Linked DNA regions of Ovis aries: region 1 is linked to region 2. Evidence: chromatin contacts called from public Hi-C data. All regions are on one chromosome and are shown on one strand. The core of a region is the stretch at or near the end of the contact, and the rest is flanking DNA. Distances in the headings are between cores, read along the strand shown.

The links. Hi-C and Micro-C count contacts between places; a contact is called where the count stands out from the background.
Region 1: a Hi-C map of liver shows a contact between it and region 2, with 2.5 times the contacts expected there. The contact joins the promoter of NAT1 here to the enhancer-like site in region 2. A contact is called at or near these places in 4 of 16 Hi-C or Micro-C datasets (liver, mixed tissues, skin fibroblasts and 1 more).

The regions. Positions count from the first base shown.
Region 1 is chr26:38,345,889-38,350,924 of ARS-UI_Ramb_v3.0, forward strand. It overlaps NAT1 (N-acetyltransferase 1), which reads right to left and starts at 2,618. Exons shown (of 5, transcript XR_009598647.1): 1 at 2,577-2,618; 2 at 1,261-1,352.
Region 2 is chr26:38,297,373-38,302,660 of ARS-UI_Ramb_v3.0, forward strand. No RefSeq gene overlaps it. Among named protein-coding and RNA genes, the nearest start is that of NAT1, 48 kb to the right of the region's middle. Within about 2 kb of position 3,394, at least 2 of the 54 cell types and tissues checked have an H3K27ac peak or open chromatin away from gene starts, as enhancers often do. A contact at or near this core is called in liver, where this site is marked.

The sequences.
Region 1 (5,036 bases), core at 1,368-3,867, 48 kb after region 2:
GCAGAGGGGCATCTGCCTGACTCTGGGATGGAAGGGAGCTGCGCGGCCAGCCCTGCTCAGAGGCCGTCGGACGCCCCGCCTTAGCGCACAGAAGGCCCGCGGCTCCGCCAGGGCCCCGCGCTGGAGCCGCAGAGCCTGGCAGGTACTGCGGGGACCGCTGAGGAGGCACCCAGAGCCCGGCTAGACGGCAGAAGCCGAACAAAGCCAGACTCTGGGACAGAAGTACAAGGGAGTTGATAGTTTAGAAAAACAGCCCTCCTTTTGAGGGAAGGAATGGAGGAGGAACTGAAGTGAGGTCCCAGGGGCAGGGAGTGAGGCGGCGAAGTCACACTCTGGGCCACAAGCAGGGGCAGTCTCTCCCGCCAGCCTTTCTGCCGTGACTGAAAGTGTTAGTTGCTCAGTCGGGTCCGACTCTTTGGACACCATAGACTGTAGCCCTCGAGGCTCCTCTGTCCATGAGGTTCTCCAGGCAAGAATGCTGGAGTGAGTTGCCGTGCCCTCCTCCAGGGGAGCTTCCTGACCCAGGGATGGAATCCCTGTCTCCTGCATTGCAGGCAGATTCTTTACCATCTGAGGCACCAGACGGGAAGTCCATCATGACTGAACAAATTATTAAAAATTGGTGTGACAATCACATGACCTAAATAAACTATTTAAAGTGAACAGTTCAGTCCTTTGGTACCTTCACAACTTGGTGTAGCCACCCTTCTGTTCAGTTCCGAACTCTCTCACTCCCCCAGTAAGACCCCAGACTCGTGGGCAGGTACTCCCCAGCCCCTCCCGCCTCTGCAGCCACCAGGCGCCTTCCTGTCTCTCTGAGGGCTTCCATCTTCAGCCACTGTGGACAGTGCTGCAGACAGAATCTGAGCCCAAGTGCATTTTCCTGTATCTGATTTCCATTCACTGGGTATGTGCTTAGAATAGAGCTGCCCAGCTGAAGAGTCGGATTTAGGGATGCTTCCAATGGCTTTCCTTTCCCTGTGCTCTGAGTTTCTTTTCCTCTCCTTCCCACCCCTTCCCTTTGATGTTCAGTTGCTCAGTCGTGTCCGACTCTTCGCTATCCCATAGGCTGTACGCCACCACACTCCTCTGCCCATGGGATTTCCCAAGCAAGAATACTGGAGTGGGTTGCCATTTCCTTCTCCAGGGGAGCTTCCTGACCCAGGGATCGAAACTGTGGCTTCTGCATTGCAGGTGGATTTTTTTTTTTTTTTTTTTTGCCGTGAGCCACCAGGCAAGCCCTCCCTTCCCTTTTCTTACCTGTTTTTTTTTTTTTTTTGGTGTCGAAGCTTACTGCAAGGACCTGTGAACCAGCCCAGTCCTAGGGGGTAAGTGGCCAGCCCAGTAATCGTCTGGATGAAAAAAAAGAGGTTGCCTGGCAAGCCAAGCCCACAGCCCCTCTTCACAATGCTGAGAGCGCAGGCAGCCTGCAGAGCCGCCCGTCCAAGGAGAACAGCCAAGGAAGGTCAGACTCTGTCAGCGGAAAGGTCTGAGTGTTTGTTTTGCCTTTTATTCTCTTTTGAGGAGAAGCAGAAACTCAGATTTGTGGCTGCAATCTGCCTGTTTTTACAACTGGCTCTGAACTGTTGAAACCTGTCAAGGCCAAACAAAATAAGTCTCTGGGTGGGATGGAACTATATATACAGTTGGCAGGTTTTCTGAGTGTGAGAGGGTGGGGTGGGGTCAGCTTTTGTGTGGCTGACAAGATAAACAGTGACTCAAGGGAAGGGAGAGTTCGGTGATCAGAGAGCAAGCAGGCATATGGTTTTCGTGGGTGCAGGGCAGGGTAGGGGAGCAAAGTCCAGAGCAGGGAGCTCACAGGGCCCCTGGCTTTGGAGCCATCCGCCTCCACAGGCTCCTCTCTCCTGCGGAACTCTGCGCATCAGTGCCCAGGGAATGCTGTCGCCTGCCTGATGGTGAGACAGTTGTTCCTGGCGTCTGTGGCCCCTGGAGACCCTTGGACCCCTCCTTCTATCCAGAGAAAACCTCCCCAAGAATTCCCTTACACTGTGCAGACAATAAAACCCAGCCTTCTTGGGTGTTTTGGGACCAATAGAGAACTTCTGATCCCTTAATGCCAGAGGAGCCGGAGTGGTCCTGAACTTACAGCCTGCAGGACTGACTGAGCCCTTTGGGACACACCCAGTTAGGTTCAGAGAAGGTGGACATCACTGTTGCAATTGTCCGAGAGGAGGACCCTGTCCTCTGAAACACGTGTTGTACGCAGTAGCTATCTTTTATATATTCCTTTAATCCCCACAACAGACTTTGTAAGAAAGCTCTCTTATTAGCCCCAGCGTTCTGAGGGATAAACTGACATTTAGAGATGCTTCTGTGTCCTGCCGAGTCTTCCCAGCTGGCATGTTGGGTGGCTGTGACGCTAACCCTGACAGCTGCAGTGGGGGTCTGTGACGCCTCTGTGATCCTGCACAGCACTTACGGCGTGAGCATGTGCCAGGCAAACTTCCTGAACTGTCCTGGGACCTGAAATTCAGGTCTGTGGAGTCTCCAGTCTCAGGGACTCCCATTTGAAACAGGATCAAGCCCCACTTTCCAAGCATAAACAGGTCACTCACCGAGCTCTCTGGGGCCCACAACCAGGAACCAGGGTGACAGCCACCCTCCCACTTCCTGGCCCAGCCCAGGAAGAGCCCTCCTTCCTGCCTGCGAAGTGCTCCGCCCCCTGAGTCTAGTTACCGGCACCACGGAGCTCTGGGAAATGTAGTCGTGGGGACTTGGGTTGACCATGTGCCCCTCCTGTTCCAATGTACCCTGGTGAGCCAAGGCCCCAGGGTTCAAAGGGGAGGGACCTTGTAGTCCATACAGTTCTTACTCTTAGGCAGCCTGAACATGGATGTCCTGTGTGTGCTGTGGGAGGTTAGGGTTTTGAGAGGCTCCAGGAAGTGCAGACCCGTAAGCCTAGAGGAGCAGGAGGACATGGATGTTTTAAATCACCATCCCCCCAGGTTATGACAGCATTTCCTCATCAATTGCCAGGAAGCCCCTAACTTTCTATTCTTTCTCCCCCAGAGGCTCTGTGTAATGTGGTCAACATTTGTCCACATAGAAGTTATGGGAGTGACATACAGAATATACTTTCGCTTCTGTGTTTCTAATTTATGTTAATGACATTAGCCTATCACTCTTGCTGTCTCTAATGCATTTCCCTCTATGTTATTGTTGCTTAGTTGCTAAGTTATATACGACTCTTTTGAGACCCCCATGGACTTGTAACCTGCCAGGTTCCTCCATCCATGGGATTCTCTGAGGCAAGACTACTGGAGTGGGTTGCCATTTCCTTCTCCAGGGGATCTTCTCGATCCAGGGGTCGAACCTGGGTCTCCTTCGTTGGTGGATTCTTTACCACTGAGCCCCTCAGAAAGCTTCATTGCCCTCTACACTTTATTTCTGTGACTATCTTCATGACACAAGTGTTGCCTTCTGCTCTCTCAAGCACTGAGAGTTCTAGTCCGTGCCTCTGGTATGACTTAACATGAACTTGGGACTCTCTGCCTGAAGGCTTTCTCTTGGCCTCTGCTTGGGCAGGTCAGATGGGCCTTCGACTAACAGCCCTGGAACACCACTCAGCCCTGAAATGGGAGTGGGAGCATCCATTTCTAAGCATAGCAGGGCCTGGCACTGGTATTTCCACTGCTCTAGACAACGCATGGACACTGCATCCAGAGCGTGTGTGTGTCAGTTGCACAGTCGTGTCCAGCTCTTTGGGACCCCGTGGACTGTAGCCCGCCAGGCTCCCCCGTCCCTGGGATTCTCCAGGCAGGAACACCAGAGTGGGGTGCCCTCTCCTTCTCCAATGTCTATGGTATATGAGGGTAACCCCATTACTTTTGGATGCCTCATATCCACAGAGCATCTGCATCAGGTATAGCAGTTAAAAAAAAAAAGAAAAAGAAGTAGCTTTACTGTGTTTGTTACTGACAAAGCACTGTGATTAAAGTGATGTATTTTATACAAAGCAGACTCTCCTGAATTCGCAGCTTATGTTACTCAAAGTGCCGCAGACTCGCTTGCATCATTATCACCTAGGGTTCCTGTTACATGTGTAGGTAAGCGGTAATCACTCACAGCTGGTGAGCCAGAATTGGATCTGCAGGTTTAACAAGCTCACAGGCTGAAGCTGATGCACGCCGATATACTTTGGTGGTTTCCCTTTAAGACGGCTAACGTTCAAGTTCAATCCAGATTAAGTGTTAAAAAAAAATACATCTCAAATTCTTTGGAGGGTTGACGGAAGACCTTTCCACATCCTAAGATCTGTGCGTTTATTTCCCCCAGTATAATTAGCATACCTTAATTCAATGATGAATAATGGCTGCAGTCTCTACCAGCAGGGCTGAAAGTATGCAGCTTCTGTCCTGGGTGAGTTAACACATGTGGAGTTAAAATTGTTATAAGTGAAATTCCTTGTATTCATTACATTCAGTGGGCTCTTCTCCAGTGCAAAATCCTTGTTATTGACAAGGAAGAAGAGACCTGTGAAAAATCACTCACAGAATATTCATGCAGTCATTTCTCTCCACGTGAATTCGACGCGGCTCCTTCAGTGACGGTCTTCATTTGAAATCTCCCCATGGTAGTTGATATTCACAGGCAGTGTTGCTTTGCTAATTCACATAGATTGTCTATCTTGTAGCCTCTCAGTGGTCATAGCTTTTTGATTAAGTTTTAGGTCTTCTTTATGTTTCAAACTCTTTCATATCCATGAGCTATGTTTAATCAATTACCCTTTTATTGAAACTCAGGTCGCAGTTTGACAAGAGTCCTCAGATTGTTCCATCCTTCATTCAGTTCAGTTCAGTTGCTCAGTCTTGTCCAACTCTTTGTGACCCCATGGACTGCAGCACGCCAGGCCTCCCTGTCCATCACCAATTCCCAGAGCTTGCTCAAACTCATGTCCATTGAGTGGTGATGCCAGCCAACCATCTCATCCTCTGTCGTCCCCTTCTCATCCAGCCTTCAATCTTTCCCAGAGTCAGGGTCTTTCCCAACAAGTCAGCTCTTCGCCTCAGGTGGCC
Region 2 (5,288 bases), core at 2,144-4,643:
TAGGTGTGGCGAGCAGGAGCTTCTCCCTGCAGCGGCTTCTCTTGTTGCAGGGCGTCTTGCAGGGCTCTAGGGTGCTAGCGCTTCAGTTGTTGCCCCGCTTGGGCTCGGGAGTTGCAGCCCCTCGGCTCTAGAACACAGACTCAGCGGTTGTGGCCCACAGGCTTCATTGCTCCTTGGCATGTGGGATCTTCCCGGATCGGGGATGGAACCCGTGTCTCCGGCACTGAGGCACCAGGGAAGCTCTGTCTGGTTCCCTCTTAACGTTCCCAGATTGGGTTTCTAGAAGCACTTCCCTCCCTCTTGGTGGAGTCTAGAGCCCCCATTTGGCTTTGCAGTGCCTGTCTTCACAGCCCACGCCTGCAGGGGGCAGGGGACTCCACTTTGCCCACAGGCTGCACTGGCCTTGGCGTGTCTGGGCCCCTCAGCTCTTGCCTTTCTTCCGGTTCCTGCCAAGCCATTCTCCCTACCTGTTCCTCAAATGTTTGTCTTCACACCCCCTAATGTGCAATCTGGGCTGCCCTGGTGGCTCAGCTGGTGAAGAAACCGCCTGCAATGCAGGAGACCCTGGATCAATTCCTGGGTTGGGAAGATCCCCTGGAGAAGGGATGGGATACCCAATCCAGTATTCATGGGCTTCCCTGGTGGCTCAGATGGTAAGGAATCCGCCTGCAATGCAGGAGATCTGGGTTTGATCCCTGGGTTGGGAAGATCCCCTGGAAGAGGGCATGGCAACCCACTCCACTATTCTTGCCTGGAGAATCCCATGGACAGAGGAGCCTGGTGGGCTACAGTCCATGGGGTCGCAAAGAGTCTGACATGACTGAGCGACTATGCACGCACACTGAGTAAGCTACGTACAGAGCATACAGGCATCATAAATGATGCCCCTTCCCAGGTAAGCAGCACCCGGACTGAGAGACAGACGCTCGCTGGAGCCTGACGCCCCCTCACACTCCTTTCCACCCTCTCTCCCCTCGCCTCCAAAACTAACTCCTCTGCTGGTTTCTATGCTTTTGTCAGTTTTCCTCTTTGACATCGTGCAGTCTGTTCTCTTTTGGCTGGCTTCTCCCGTCGTGGTCCTGGGTGTGGGCTGTTCATCCCTTCCCCGCACGATGTTCCTTTCTGCAGATGCACCGCAGTATGGGCTGTTTCTGTGCATGGCCTTTCCCATGTGGGGCTTTAGGGGCAGTGCTGCTGGGAGCTTCTGTGTGGTGTTGACGGGCATGTATGTGCGTTTCTGTGGGTGCAGGCCTGCGGGGCTGCAGGGTGTGGGGCTTCTGGGTCACCTGGGCTGCGTGGCTGCAGTTTTATCAGATTCTGCCAACAGTTTTCCACGGTGGTTCTACCCATTAGGCAGCGGGGGTGGGTTCTGTGTGGCCCACATCTTATTGATGCTGGGTATTTTCTGTTTATTACAACCACCCTGAAGGATATGAGTGGCGTGACATAGTGGTTCTAGTTTTCATTTCCCTGTTGACCTAGGAAGTTGGGCAAATTGAGCTCTGGTGGGCCCAGAGCTTGCCAGCTCTCTGTCATGTTGGGGCAGCCCCATGGGAGTGGAGGGGCCAGTCATCCAGGCTCAGCTGTGGTTGGGAAAACTGAAAGTGTTAGTCGCTCAGTCATCTCCGACTCTTTGCAACTCTGTGGACTGTAGCCCGCCAGGCTCTTCTGTCCGAGGAATTTTCCAGGCAAGAGTATTGGAATGGGTTGCCATTTCCTTCTCCAGGGGATTTTCCCAGCCCAGGGATCAAACCCAGGTTTCCTGCATTGCAGGCAGATTCTGTACCATCTGCGCCACTAGGGAAGCATTCATCCCAACTCTAGGACCCAGAGCACTTCAGACAGCCCTGGAATCTTAGGGAAGAGCCAAGTCTGATTCCATGATGGGTCTGTTTCTTTGACTTTAACTTTTGCTTTTCATTGTTTTTGTTATTATAATCATACATAATGACCTGCTTCAGGGAACCCTGCCTGTCTATCTGAAGAGCTTAACACAAACTCTCCCTCAGGTTGGGGCTTCCCTGGACGTTCAGATGGTAAAGAATCTGCCTGTAATGCAGGAGACTGGGGCTCGATCCTTGGGTCAGGAAGACTCCCTAGGGAAGGAAATGACTACCCACTCCAGTTTTCTTGACTGGAGAGTCCCATGGACTCAGGAGCCTTGTGGGCTACAGTCCGTGGGATCACAAAGAATCAGAATGGCTAATGCTTTCACTTTTTTCCCTGAGGTTTGCCATTCCAGGAGATATTTGCAAGATAAGGTCTTTCCTTCCTCAGCTCCTCCCCTTCTCTGTCCTATAAAAGATCCTGGCATTCAGACCCTGACAAGATGGTTATTTTGAGACATTGGTCTGCCATCTTCTCGGTCAGCAAATTTTCCAAATAAAGTTGTATTCCTTGCCTCAACACCTCTTCTCTAGGCTAAATGGCCTGTCCGTGCAGCAAGAAGACCGAGCTTGGACTCAGTAAGAGCAGGGGCAGCAGGCCAGGAAGACCAGAGGCCACTCCAGACAGATACTGGGGCTAGAAGGCAGGGTCCCCGTCAAGGTGCCTGCCCTCCCAGAGAGCCTTTGGATTAGACGGAGATGGCTGCTAACCGAGACGTCATCAGCGCAGGCTCCACTGCCCCCGGAAACAGCTAGTTCATCCTCTGACCTCCGTCCTAAGGCTCCCCCACGGGGTGCCCTCAGATAAATTTCCTGACAGTCTTCCTCATTTTGCAGAGGAAGAGACCCAGCCCAGAGGACTGACTCCATTTAGCTCTCAGTGGCCCCGTGAAGTAGGTGCTGTTGTCGTAAGTACCTGGCAGACACAGCTCCATCAGAGTAACTGCTACCATTCCAGCAAGGCTGCCGTGCTCAAAACCCCATCAGGCTCCTCCTTTGAAGATGGATGAGCAAACTGGATAATCATCTTTGCAAGAGAAACTTGAAGTGCTAAGCTTGGGGTTTTTTTGGATTGGCCCAAAAGAGCCACCAAACTTTTTTTTCCCCATGCTCTAACCCCCCACCCATCCACCCACCACCACCAGCCTCCATTTCCACTGCTCTGGAGAGTGGCTCTCTTGCGGCTGTTTGATGTCCAAATGTCCTTGGAAAGGCATCAGGCTCCCCCTTCCTGGGTAAATCGTCTTGTCTGGAAGCAGAGGCAGCACCTCCCTGCTGGACACCTCACGTGGCTGCCTTGTCCTCCTGTGGGTCAGACCTGAGCCCTTGATTGTTCACAAAGCCCTCGGCGACCTTCCCTTTTCCTTGAGGATTCAAATGGAACAGTTTAGCTCCCAATGGCCTTCTGTCCTGAGCACATGACCCTTTGTTTTCTGGTGTTTGTGTTTTTACAGCCAACAACAAGATTATGAACCCTTGTGGGTTGGAGCATAGCACTCAGCCACATGCTCACTCGGGTCACGGGATAGAGAACCCTTTCCTACTGATTATTTCAGCTGTGTCCTCAGTCTTATGAGCCAGAACATTTAGCTTTTACAATGTTCTGATCATTTGGCATAATCATTTGTGTGTGTGCACCGGCTTTTTCCCTTACAGAAAATCTTTTTCTCTGGGTCTCAGGGAAGGGGGTGCATCCTTGGGAAAGGGGGTTTCTGCCATAGTTGTATGTGATGTGTATTTTCCCTTTAACTCTGGACACAGCTCTAATTCTTCTCCTTGTTTCTGGGTGTCTTCCACGCTGATGGTTCAGAGTCTTGGAAACAGAACTTCGTATCTGTTCTGCAGATCTTAAGCTCCTGTGTGGGTTCTGAGGAATAACAAGCTTACACCAGTTGGAGTCAGTTCACACAACTGTCAAAATCCATGGTGCTATTGGAAAAGCAAACACTCTTCCCAGCTCTCCAGGCCCTCAGTCTGAAAGGCTGACATTTGACTGAGGTGCCCTATGTATAGCTGTTCACCACCATGAGCAACAAATTCCCCCAGATGTAGGAAGAACCAGAACGAGAGGCAAGGTCCAGATCATCCAGCCCAGCCAATGGCTCCGAGATATTTGAAAGCTAATCTCTCTACCTCTCTTTGGTTCAGTTCAGTCGCTCAGTCATGTCTGACTCTTTGCACCCCCATGGACTGCAGCACACCAGGCCTCCTCGTCCATCACCAACTCCTCGAGTTTACTCAAATTCATGTCCATCGAGTCGGTGATGCCATCCAACCATCTCATCCTCTGCCATCCCCTTCTTCTCCTGCCCTCAATCTTTCCAAGCATCAGGGTCTTTTCCAATGAGTCACCTCTCTGCATCAGGTGGCCAAAGGATTGGAGTTTCAGCATCAGCATCAGTTCTTCCAACGAACACTCAGGACTGATCTCCTTTAGGACGGACTCTCTACCTCTCTGCTTTCTCTGCCTCTCTCTTTCCCATTAACTGTAGTGGATGCTGTCATTTTTCAGAGGTGTAGACCTAGGTGGCCCACGGCAGTTGACGACAGTTCTGTCTCCTGAGCACCTGCCTCAGGAGGGGAGCCCTGGGACTGGGCCCCCAGACACCGTGTCTCTGCCCACCCAGCTCCGGAGCCCATGTCGCTTCTCTTCCATTTGTCCTTCGGCTTTTCGCTTCATTATAGATTTCAGTTTTCCTTGCACTGACTTTAACGGTCATGTTGACACACCAAGCTTTCCCGATAATTCCATTTCCTCTGCCGTGGAAGAGGCTGTCCTCAAAGTCACTCTGACCTTGAATAATCACCACGTGATGGTTATTTGGTTCTGTTTGCATGTGGTGATTTCTGTTCTTCACAGACACAGTAGCCTTTTCCCCTGATTATGTTTTCCTTGGGCTGATCTTAATAACGTAAGTGGGGAAATTTTTAGATGTTCTCATCTAAGAAGAGGCCAGTTCTGTAGAATGAAAGCTTGCTACATCAGACCCCCCTCCAACCCCTCTTCATCTCTCTCTACTCCTCCCCAAGCAGCTTTCAGGGAGAGAAAGGGGTCTGAGCAAACTCAGTACTTTGCTTTCTGAGGGCAGTGTAGCAGCAAGAGTGGGATGACTTTGGGGGTGATCAGAGGGGAAAAAATTCCGTCGTTAAATTGTTAAAACAAAGTCAGACTATCACTTGTGAAAGATGGCAATGCAGACTTTACTTGACCATTGCCATGGATATCGAGGTCACTGTAATGGGACTTTATGGTGGGGAGACTGCGGGTTCCCAGGGAAATCACGTGGTCAGTTTACAGCTGAGGAGCAAAGGTCAGTGGATGGAGAATTCCTAACAGGAAGCAGCTGGAGTCGGGGGGATTCTGGCCAGAAGTCAGGGTGGTCAGAGATGAGGGTGGTCAGA